Linked DNA regions of Bombyx mori: region 2 is linked to region 1. A link is a contact called in public Hi-C data. All regions are on one chromosome and are shown on one strand. Each heading gives the region's core, a stretch centred on a gene start, on an enhancer-like site or on the middle of the called end of the contact. The rest is flanking DNA. Distances are from core to core; before and after follow the strand shown. Region 1 overlaps LOC101746416 (forkhead box protein P1). Region 2 holds the start of LOC101746416 (forkhead box protein P1).

Region 1 (6,882 bases), core at 2,214-4,713:
TTATATAGAGTTGGAATTTTTGCCTACGATTGCCGCTAGGGGCACTGTTCGAACTGCATACAAACTCTTTTTTTCCGTACCTTAGCTGATGGTCTTCAGAGACCATTTCGGCGTTACCTTAACAAGTAGGTGAGCTCACGGGGGTCGAACCTGACGTCGTTGCTAACACTAACCCTAGCAAGAGCTAGCTGCTTCGCAGAATCAACCACCGCATCTGAAACAGGACCCATTGAGAAGATCCGGCGAGAAAATCAGTGGGCTAAATATTCTCTCTGAAGTTATATACAATATGTGGTCTATACAAAACAAGTACAACTAGACTTTGAACACGAAATTTATTGACCTTAAATTGTACACATTTCAGCTGTTGTTAAAAAACAATTCGATATTTTTTTATGTTCTTGTAGGACTGTATTTTTATTTTTTGTATTTACGCAAATTTCTAGATTTGTAGAACAATTTAAAATATACTTTTTTTATCTGAAATGATTTTTCTCTGGAAGTCGCCGTGTTAAATTAAATCGATGTATCTTGAAGTTGGCTTGCAATATTATTTTAAGAATAATTAAGTTTCCGTTACCTCATTTAAATAATTTATGGATTTGTAGTAGTAGTTTTCTTTCTATTCTTGTTAGTTACCAACCCAAAAATAAACGTCTGACATTTATTTTTGTTCACAATCTGCCCATGCGCCGTATTAGTGCTTGGAAACTTGTTTGGTTTTTATTGACTATCTTCAATCTACTATGCGGATATAATGTTCTGTTAGTTGTGCAAATAAATAAAATAAATGCCCATATTATTTAGTGGCAGCGATATTATACTTATCTATACTAATATATAAATCTACAGTGATTTTTACCCGATGTTCCGTTATAACTACTGAACCATGCATCCGATTGACTTGAAACTTGGTATCCATGTAGAAAATACATGTACTTAATGGACAGGGTAATATTTATATGAATGTTGGACTCCCTACACCAGTTGCGGGGGCGTTAATGATGACAATCTTTGTGGGGGTGAGAAATAATAATGTTAATTTTAAATGCCCAGCGAAGCGGATGGGTACAATTATTACGGAGCTATTTGTCCGTCATATGTTTTGACTAATTTCATTTTGACATTACTGTGCAAAAAACAGAGGAACGACTAAAATGTGATTTAAATATATCTTTTTTATAATAATTGAAGACCTAAATTTTAGTGTAAATGTTTCATCATCTGGGTAGGAAGTTACCCAGCTATGAAGATAGACTTTGCCACTTTAATTTAGACTCTCTTCTAAACCGGAGAAAACTAATGGGGGGTATATTTCTGTACAAATTAATTCATGGAATAACCGACACGCCTAATCTATTAACCCAGATAAAAATATCAGCCCCTAAGTACCTACCAAGAACGGAGAAATATAAACCGTTTATAAGAAAGCCCGCTCGTTCGAATTTAGGTGCTTACTCTCCCTTAAACAGAATCCTTTGGGACTACAATAATGTCCACGGTAGCGCGGTCTCCGTCAATGTTCCTTCGGAGTTGTCCGATTGCGCTGAACTTATTTTAAGTGAAATAGATGTTTTTTCTGATTGTCTCACTACTTACAGGAAAAATCTGTCGCGGATCATCTCCCAATTAAATTAATCATAAGCAATGAATGAAATGTATTCAAATCTTAGCTGTATATTTTTTTATTTTTGATGTTAATGCACTGACGATTGCACCTATAATTGAGGTGACATCTGCCATGAACTTTTGTCAATTTGTCAATGTTTTGTATTGATGATCACTTTGTTGGTGCAACTTAATAAATAAATAAAATAAAATAAATAAATCATCATCATCATCATCATCGCCGGAGTAGAGCTCATCCATACTACCTGGAGCTACTGCGTTCATCCACAGTGCGTTTCCAGTGATTTCTTATGCTACGAACCATCCGGCTTTGGAATGAGCACCCCTCCACGGTGTTTCCCGAGCGCTATGACATGTCTTTCAAACGAGGCTTGTGGAGAGTACTTAAAGGTAGCCAGCGGCTTGGTTCTGCCCCTGGCATTGCTGAAGTCCATGGGCGACGGTAACCACTCACTATCAGGTGGGCCATATTCTCGTATGCCTACAAGGGCAATAAAAAAAGGCAGTGTAATCATTAACTAAATTCTAACATTGTTCCAAATTTCGAAGTGTATCATAAAAAGAAATACAAATCGTACATACCAATTCATACTACAGCCCCGAATATTGTAAAGTATCCGAAACGTCGTATATATCTATATATATATAAAAATGAATTGCTGTTCGTTAGTCTCGCTAAAACTCTAAAACGGCTGGACAGATTTGGCTAATTTTGGTCTTGAATTATTTGTGGAAGTCCAGAGACGGTTTAAAAGGTAGATAAATATTAAAATGCTCGGAATTAAATAAAAATAACAATTCTGTTTTTCCTTTGATGTGTCCCCCGTCGGACTTCGGAGGAGGATTCCTTTTGTTTGTTTTAAGTTTATTTTATGCAAAAATTTAGTTCTTTTATTTATCGATTGAGGCACTACGAAGTCTGCCGGGTCAGCTAGTTAATTAATAAAGACAATTAAAAACGGTAGATTGTTTCACAAAAATACTTTTAATTGTGTCCACGGTTCGCGAGGTGCGAAGAAAAAAAAAAATTTATATTTTTAGATTAGATTTTAAATTTAAAACGGCAAAAAATAAACTCAATTCACTCTCTTAATGTGTGAGAATATTAGTTAACAGTTAACTGTTAAGATTAATCTTATAGACACCTCTTGTTTTCTATAACACTTGTTGCATCACAAAGCCGCGTGATGCAAGCCACGTTTTTTTTTATTGCTTAGATGGGTGGACGAGCTCACAGCCCACCTGGTGTTAAGTGGTTACCGGAGCCCATAGACATCTACAACGTAAATGCCGCCACCCATCTTGAGATATGAGTTCTAAGGTCTCAGTATAGTTACAACGGCTGCCCCACCCTTCAAACCGAAACGGATTACTGCTTCACGGTAGAAATGGCAGGGTGGTGATACCCACCCGCGCGGACTCGCAAGAGGTCCTACCACCAGTAAATTTAAGTTTGTATAGTAAATTTAAGTTATTTAAGTTTGTACATCCATCTTTGGCTCTGATAGAAAAATGAAATTTTCATTGGAGCCCGATGAATAAAACTAACAAGAGCTAGAGCAAGAATTAGTCATGCTAAATCTTCAAAAACGACCAAAAACAAAAAGCTATATCAAACTATAGGACGTTCTTAATTTCGTCCTCTTTCTGAAATTAACAAACCCTATCGCCCACACACTTGATTGCGTTCAAAGCCCACGTATAATGCTGCATATAAATATCTATATAGATAATATATTTAATGTTTATTCCACAAACAAATCGTTATCAGTGCCGCTTACGTACAACATAAGTAAACAATTCATGTTTTTTTGCAAACAGATTGCGTATCGATCGTGTTTCCATTTGTATTATTATTATGTTGACGTAGACTCGCAGAAGACCATTTCATACCTTGGAACTACTTGATATCGGCACATTGGCCTAAATGGATCATAGTCGGAACAAATAAATAATACTCTGAGGAGCACTTGGGAACAAACGACAAAGGGAAAATCTTCCACCGAGTGGGTGAAATTGCTGGGCTGACGGTCCCAAATGTAGTTCTTTCTTCACTATCTAATCATTTGTAGCCTAAGGGGCTATTCCAACTACACGCACAAGGGTAAGTGAGCTCACGGGCTCGGCCTGAGATAAGTGCTAAAGCTAGCAAGAGCAGTGCTTCAGTGAATCTAGCACCGGACCGAAATCGCGACCCACTGAGAAGATCCGGCGAGAAATTCAGTTGTAAAATGTTGTTCAGAAATGTTATATATGCCAACTTATCTTTAAAATATCTTTAGCGAAACTTGGGCATCTGTCAAATATCTTGCTTCTTCTCTCAAATATCTTCTTTTTTCTACCTATTCGCTGGTAGCCTAAGGGGCTATTCCAGCTACGCCCGGACCGGTAGGTGAGCTCACGGGCCCAATCTGAGTGAATTTGCTAACACGAGTAGTGTCAGAGCCCTAGCAAGAGCAGTGCTTCGCAGAATCTACCACCGGATCGGAATCGCGACCTACTGAGAAGATCCGGCGAGAAATTCAGTTGGCTAACCTTGCGTTCCACGATGGCTAACGACTATATTAATATGTCTTCGACTAGTTTTTGACATTACCATCAATGTATCTATGCAACCGTGATCTTTTAACGTAATTTTCATAACTACAACTCAGTTAACTTGAATTGAATTAAATTGAATTTAACGTGTGTCTTCGGACTTCAACCGCTACTTTAGTCTTAACAAAAATGAACAGAGTACAAAAAAGTATTATAATTTTTTGTATTTTCTTCGATTTTCGCGATTCTTAGACATAATTAAAACTATTTTTGGAATTAAAACTCGTTTTTTTCTTCTTCTCATTACATTATTTCCGATGTCTCGAAAACTACGCTTTTCGTGATCACGGAAGTAATATTATAATGAGAGTAAAGAATGCGAGATTAAACCGTACAAGTAATATTGCTCTTGAAATGCGTTCTTATAGTTAAGAATTTCAATATTTATTCTACTTCTAAAATTGACTTTTTTTCCTACTTATGTTGATAGCCTTGAGAGGCTATTTCAGCTTCGCCTTGTAGCACGTGTAGGTGAGCTCGCGGGGCTCAACCCGGAAGTGTTGCTAACACTGACCCTGACGAGAGAGCAGTGCTTCGCAGAATCTACCACCGCATCGGAAACGCGACCCACTGAGAAGCTCCGGCGAGAATCTCAATGGGCTGTGTCTATGGGTTAATTCTCTCGTCGAGCCCTTCGTCGCAAGCGACGGGTTCGGCAAGGACGGTGACCGGTGCTTGAGGTACCTAAAAGCACCGTTAATGGATCGGGAGGATCCGTAATGACGTGTTTAGGGCGACGTCGACTGTTTACCATTCGGTCCACAGGACCCGATCCTGTGGACCGAATGGTAAACAGTCTTGTCAGAAATGTTGAAATTGACGAGCGATAATCACCACTCGGTATCAAGTGGATCGTGTACTCGTCCTTTCCAGTGAAAGCAGTAAAAAAAGGCTGCTGTTCGCTTCCAAGTCAATCCGGAAGACATGAAGTATTGCTTTTATAAGCCGACACCAGACAGTCCACACAGGAAAACGTACAAAACCAACTCTACGAGCCGTAGATACTGCTGCGACCATTATGTACTTCTATAGGCTTTAAGAATTCTCGTCTTATCGCACCGTGACAGCAATGCCAGGGGCACAGCAAAGCTGCTACCAACCGCCGAGTCCACTTTTAATGGCTATTTAGGAATTAAGGATTCGATAAGATGATAACAGCTATACTATTATCTATACAGCTTATAATATCTACAGTGGTTTTTACGGATGTTCCGTTGTAACTACTGAACCATGCATCCGATTGACTTGAAACTTGGTATCCATGTAGAAAATACATGTACTTAATGGATAGGCTAATATTTATATGAGTGTTGGACTCTCTACACCAGTTGCGGGGGCGTTAATGATGAGAATGTTTGTGGGGGGTGAGAAATATTAATGTTAATTTTAAATGCCCAGCGAAGCGGATGGGTAGGTACAGCTAGTTGGGATATAAATGGGTAACAGGTAAACGAATTGTCATTACTCGTGTTGACTAAATGATCGAACTTCACTGATAGATTACGGTTCATTTAGGCCATTTAAGGTATTCCATTTTCCTATTATTGGTTACATATTGACGTTTTGAAAAAAAAGTAACTGACTTATTCTAGTTTTTTTTTGTTTTTTTTTTTTAATTGCCGAACACTGAAGTCTTCTTCGAGTTTTCAATATGGCGATTGTCGAGTTTACAAAAATCTTCAGTTATTATTTAAATAATAAAATAAAATTCTCTGTAATTTGAAGAATAGGGCGGAATTAATTAAAAAAAAACCCCCATTTACATTAAATCGTAATTCGTTAAGATGAAATGAATTGAAACGAGATGAGTTTGTAATAAATTAATGTCTCAGTAAAACTATGTGAATTTATGTGTAAAACTATGTAATCTTATAACATCAGTGGGGTTTTTGGAAGAAACCGGCTTCTCAGGTTCCAGCGAAGTTGTGAAAAGATTTGCTAAGCGGTTAATAAGCTGATATTTTTTTTACATTTGAACCTGACGGTTAACACTAAATTAACAAAATAAAACAAAATCCGTATTCGCGTTCCCGCCAAAACGTCCATCACTAAAACTAATGAAAAACGCAATATAAAAAAAATTGTTTGATTTGAGAATATGGTAATAAACTATTTTTTTTTTTTTATTGCTCAGATGAGTGGACGAGCTCACAGCCCACCTGGTGTTAAGTGGTTACTGGAGCCCATAGACATCTACAACATAAATGCGCCACCCACCTTGAGATATAAGTTCTAAGGTCTCAATTATAGTTACAACGGCTGCCCCACCCTTCAAACCGAAACGCATTACTGCTTCACGGCAGAAATAGGCAGGGTGGTGGTACCTACCCGTGCGGACTCACAAGAGGTCCTACCACCAGTAAATATATATATATATAACTATACTGATTTGTCTTTCAGATCCATTATTAGATTCGAATAGTTTTCCATAACGCTATATTTTTTCCCCGGGATTTGACAGTCGATCTTTTGAGGTTGTATTTGAAAATAGTATCGGTCATTTGATGAACTAAAGTAACTGGTGATTATTAATTATTTTTACTTGTATTATTTATACTTTATTTCAGGTTTTTTTTAAAGCCATAACATTTTGTCAGTAAGAATTACTTAGTCTATTATTATTATTATTCCATCAGGCATTTATGTTTACATCCA
Region 2 (5,909 bases), core at 580-3,079, 33 kb after region 1:
TAAGAGGCTATTCCAGCTACGCCCGGACGGATAGAGGTGAGCTCACGGGCTCAACCTGAGAGGATTTGCTAACACTAGCCCTAGCAAGAGCATAGCTTCGCAGAATCTACCGCCGGGTCGGTATCGCGGCCCACTGAGAAGATCCGGCGAGAAACTCTGTGTGGGCAAATTCGAAAAGCAAAAATCTAAATCTGTTTCTCATAACACACAATTCAAAATGAATGTATACCTAGTCTGTAGTAGACTTTTTACTAAAAAAAAGTCGTTTCATTGTGTCTTTTTTCGCGCGAATGAAAAAAATTACTTTACTAAAAAATGTATTTTTCGTTTCCACGCTTAATGTTAGTTGCGTGTTTTTTCTTTTTTTATTTTATTTAATTATCTAATTTTATATTTGCCTAACCTTGTAATTAGCACTGCAAATCAGTACGAAATATTCTTAAATATTTGACTTAGCATTTAACGTACATTCGCGCACGGCATCCGACAATTTGATTTTGTTAAGTAACCATAAAACTCATAGACGCTTCATGGATCAAAATAAACGCTGAGCTTGAAGTCTATGGAAATGTTGGTGTAAGCAGAAGCAACCTCTTTGGCTAATCCTTATAATCAGATCGGACATAACGTCAGACTTTGCCGAAAACGTACAAAAAAGCAAGCAGAAAATTGACGATAGATTCTCGAAAATGTGGCGTGCTAATACAAAATACGCGGCCGAAAGATACACGTGTAATAACAGAACGTGTATAACATATTATATCTTCGTATAACCATATAAGGTGGACATGAATTAAAAAGTCAACTCATCAAAGTTTCGTCTTCGCCTAAATACATGACAAGTAACCTCTCCCTCCTTGTCTCCCCGCTTACAAAGAGTGACAATAAGTCGCGCACGCACACAATCGCAATTGTTTGTACACTCACACAGAGGGCCCGGCAACTAGGTATTCGGTTTCCCGCCACCGGCGCGAGCACTCACACAAAACACGAAAAGCAAACAATACAAACACCAACACACAAGTAAATTTAAACTCACCTCAAAATAAATCCATTAGAAAACACACTTGTTCAAACAACTAGCGCTTAGCCTCGAAAACGCGTTGAAAAAACACTCGCCAGCATCCGATGTATGCTCAACACTTTTCCAAACTTTCTGTGCAGCCTTCTTCCTCGTTACCTCCACGGACGAGTTCCCGCCAAAATCCCGAATAGACAGCCGAATTTTCGATTCCACAATCAAATAAACTTTTGCAAAATTATAATATAATACGTATGTAATTTATTCTATTAATTTATAAATACAACTTATCAAGGTTGTCGTTCGGATATACAATTCCTTATCTTTATAACTGGGTCTTCGGGTGAACAGTCATCATTCGCGAACATTTTTTTTTTTCACGCACAATCTCTTCCGCAATTCGAAATAAGCGAGTTCAATCGAAATACAAAATAAAAGAAACGCGACAATCGGCCCCGAAACTTATTAACACACGTTGCGCGGTAAAAATAAACTATGATTAACTGCTATTTAGATTCGCGGAGACAAGAGGCACCGGCGTGCGACAAAGCGGTCGAGATAATACGAAAAACAAACGAACTAAAAAAACAAAAAGTACAGTCGATCAACTATTAAAATGAACAATGTTAACCTGCCAATAAAATCGCGAATTTGTTTACCGCGTCGCTATTTCGGTCGCTAGGAGCGGTTCCGATATGAATAATTATTATTGCCGACGAGCGTACATCGACGCATAGTTGTCGTTTCATAAAACGTACGCGTTAAAACTGAGTCGAAAGGCTCGCCCCGTGTCGGAGCATAGCGCCGAATAAAATAAACAACAATATACCTAAATAAGCGGCTCGGCGGGCGTGGCGGAGTGTGCGTGCGCGTCGCTGTGTGCGTGTGTAAACAAGAGGCGACGCGGGTCACATGATATCCACCCGTCACAGCCGTGCCTGGGCCTACCGGCATTTGTATCTAGCCTAGTTCGACACTCACTGTGGCCATTCAGACATTCAGCAGACGACGCGCCTACCACAGGTCGTAAATCTCATTTTTTTTCGTGATAACGCCGGGTAATTTGCAAACCGTGAATGTCCAGATACCCTGTTTGGTATGTAACTCGGTGCTCGAGAGTTATGTGGCGCTACTCACTTGCGAACGATAACGCCTCTGTCATTATAATTATATTTTATTTCACTTTTTTTTTTGTTGCTTCCATGGGTGGACGAGCTCACAGCCCACCTCTTGTTAAGTAGTTACTGGAGCCCATAGACATCTACAAGGTAAATGCGCCACCCACCTTGATATATAAGTTCTAAGGTCTCAGTATAGTTTCAACGGCTGCCCAACCCTTCAAACCGAAACACATTACTGCTTCACAGTAGAAATAGACGGGGTGGTGTGTATCTACCCGTGCGGACTCAGAAGAGGCCCTACCACCAGTAAAAAACATCAAGAAACTATAATAATTGAAACAAGTCGATGATTTAATATCGCTTTTCTTATTGTCATTAAACTGACCATATCTGACGTTTCGATACATATTATTATGTAAAAGTAGAAATGAAAGTGGTTTTAATTATGTTTACGACCAGCCAAAACTAAAGAAATTACTGGACAAAGTAAAATGATAAATTTTATCACTAAAAAGGAAAACATACTCCGTGAAATACGAAATGAAAAACAAGTTAAAATCGTCATATAAAATAGCGAGAATCTTTTAAAGGTTACACACAGTGCAGCCTGTTTCGGCGCTCACATATTTAAGAAACAGGATAATTCTGTTTTTCTTCTTAAACGAGGTGAATAATATTATATCGTTAATTCGATCAAGTTATAAATGTTAATTCAGGAAATCTAAATCACTCACAATAATATCTTGTTTTAGTTCTAAAATTTAAGATGAAGCAATGACATAAGAGTGACTTACATTTAGCGAATTAATATATTCTTTTGGAATTTAGTTAAACTTTTTTGTTAGTAGTTGTTTCCAAATGCTAAAAACAGATAAGATTTTAACGACAACTTAAAGCTGATGAGCAAATCGTGTCTTTATAGTGAAATTAATTTCAAATGTTACGACTTAAGGCTTCGTCAAACAGAAGGCGTAATTAGCGCGCGTCAGAGCGCTAAACTAACGCCGCGCTATGACGCCGAGATGTGTTGCACTACTATGGTAACATACCGTCAAACAGAGCGCCAGCGCTATAGCGCTTATAGACTGTTACGAATAATTTTTGAAACAAGAGGATTAAAATATTCATTAATTAAAATAACTAACAGAAAGAAAAAAAAATTACAGTTTTTACGTACTGAACCGATCGACCCCAGTCTCCCCGGCGAGAATAAACACGTGACGTCATCTCAGAGTAAACAAACAAACAAACACATGCGCCACGCTCATGTTTCCTTAATACAATTATTATTTCGTATGTGGAACGCGTTGGTAACGGACGTCTGTCTCGACGCAGGCTTTTATTTTAGCGAAACCGAGAAACTAAAAAAAATAAAGTTGTCGTCAAGCGATAACAGAACATTTAAAATGTGTTTACGAATCGATTCCGTTATTTATTGTTGTTTTTCAATTCGATTTTCGTTCAATGCTATCGGCATTTTAAATTTTTAATCGTAGTCTCTTTTAGTTCGATACCGAATTGTGTGAACTTTATTTAATTTTAATGAATGAGTTCGCATGTGATAGTTCTCCTTTGTCGGACTATAACTAATGTAACTAAGTCGTGTACTGAAAAGAAAGCGATAAACTATATTATAATGTGTTACTGTTATTTTAAATTTGTATTTCTTTAACCACTTACTACACAGCGACCTTTTGATGCGGTTTCATTGTTCTCGCGAGGTACTAAAATTATGATTTATGTCTAAAAACAAAATACGGTCACTTTAACGGGGCTCAACGTCAAATTTTTGTTATATAGTTAAAAGTAGGTAGTACATACTCTGAGGGATTGCTTGAATCGTTTTTGCCATCGCACCGCCCGCCATCGGAGTAGAGTTCATCCATACTACCTGGAGCCAATGCGTTCATCCACAGTGCGTTTCCAGAGATCTTTTTTGTCGCGCACCATCCGGCTTTGGAATGAGCTCCCCTCCACGGTGTTTCTTCAAACAAGGCTTGTTGATAGTACTTAACAGTAGACAACGGTTTGGCTCTGCACTCACCATCAGTGGGCCGTATGCTCGTCTGCTTAAAAGTACAATAAAAAAATAAAAAATAACGGACTATGGCCTCTACGCGGTTCTATGAAATTTAAGAACTGTTTTTTGTCACTTATTTTAGATAAAATTGTATTTCATGTTTTTCTTAAACAGATCTAGAGTTGTAGCTTAATCTGCACATAGTTTAGTGATTGCCAGAGTCCATACTGGAGACACTGTCCTGCCCTTCGTGACAGAAATGGGCAGAATGGTAGTAGGTATACCCAACGTGACCATTTTTTTTGTGTCAAAGCGAGGCGCCTACGGAATTTCGTATATAAATATATAGAGTACGTCGGGGTAAGATGTAATATTTAAGTGCAAAATAAGAAAATATGGTTTAAAAAATGACTTGAAATAATTTATTATGGTATCTTACTTACCCTCACTGACATTTTAATTCTTACACCAACTTGCCCTTAAAATAATATTTATGAATAATTTCGCAACAAAAAACTACTTTTCTATAGCAAAATTAGAGTTACTTTAGTATGTATTTTGTAATACAATACGGATTTTGGAGAAGTAAGTATTCGGTAAGTTTCTAATAAACGGCCGTCTGGTATAGTGGTAAGTGACATGGTCACTACACAAGGTGGTCGCGAGTTCGAATCCCGCCAAGGGAAGATATTTCTATGATAAATATAAATGTCTTTTCCAAGGTTATGGATGTATATTAAATATATGTACGTGTATAATAAAAATCTTACATTTATTTCCGTTATCTGGTACCTGTAACACAAGTTCTTTACGAACTTAGCACGGGACCAGTTAACGTGGCGTGACTGTTAGTAAATATTTATTTATTATTTATTTAAGCACATTCACAACAGATAAATGAAAGCGGAACATTTTTGTTCTCGTTGGGGTCAGCGGGACAAACTCGCCCAAAGCGGGACGTATGGGCACGTTAGGCCTATACCCCAAGTTTTGCGACATACTAACCAACCAGACAAACACGGCTAATAGTGCTTTAGTTTTTTTATTTACAAGGTAGAGAGCCAAACTGGCTCACGATCCACCCGGCCCGGATAATAGTCACTGTAGATATCACAATTTGAAGCCCCCCACCCACCGCCAGACACAAACTTATCTCAAACAATATCGCAAGACTGCTCCGCGGTAGAAATAAGCACGTGCGGGCCCTATTCGTGTTGTGATCATTTATCAGTCACTCATTCATGCATTTCTGCAATCTATACTTCTATACTAATACTAGCTGACCCGGCAAACGTTGTTTTGCCTTAAATAAGATTTCTAGAGAATTTCTAGTGTAGAAAAAAAAACTAACTTATTGTAAGTGTGTAAGGATGTGGTAAATGAGTGAAAGAGGTATGTAGTGCTGTGAACGATGAGGGAATATATAATAAAAATAACAAAACCTCATTCAACCACATAATACCTCATTATAACAAAAAAAATGTCCAAATAAAAAAAAAAATGTTAGGGGTGGACAACCCTAATCACTTAGGGGTATGAAAAATAGATAGTAGCCGATTCTCAGGCTTACTGAATATACATAAAAAATTTCATGAGAATCGGTCAAGCGGTTTCGGAGGAGTATGGAAACGAACATTGTGACACGAGAATTTTATATATCTATACTAATATTATAAAGAGTAAAGATTTGTTTGTTTGTTTGTTTCGAATAGGCTCCGAAACTACTGGACTGATTTGAAAAATTCTT

The links. A called contact is a pair of places that touch in the nucleus more often than the background predicts.
Region 2: a contact with region 1 is called in a Hi-C map of posterior silk gland, with 2.4 times the contacts expected there. The contact joins the promoter of LOC101746416 here to the enhancer-like site in region 1. A contact is called at or near these places in 2 of 7 Hi-C or Micro-C datasets (middle silk gland and posterior silk gland).

The regions. Positions count from the first base shown.
Region 1 is chr27:7,962,003-7,968,884 of ASM3026992v2, forward strand. All of the region lies in intron 1 of LOC101746416 (forkhead box protein P1), which reads right to left. Among protein-coding and RNA genes, the nearest start is that of LOC101746416, 33 kb to the right of the region's middle. Within about 2 kb of position 3,464, at least 2 of the 8 cell types and tissues checked have open chromatin away from gene starts, as enhancers often do.
Region 2 is chr27:7,996,688-8,002,596 of ASM3026992v2, forward strand. It overlaps LOC101746416 (forkhead box protein P1), which reads right to left and starts at 1,830. Exons shown (of 17, transcript XM_021346122.3): 1 at 1,040-1,830.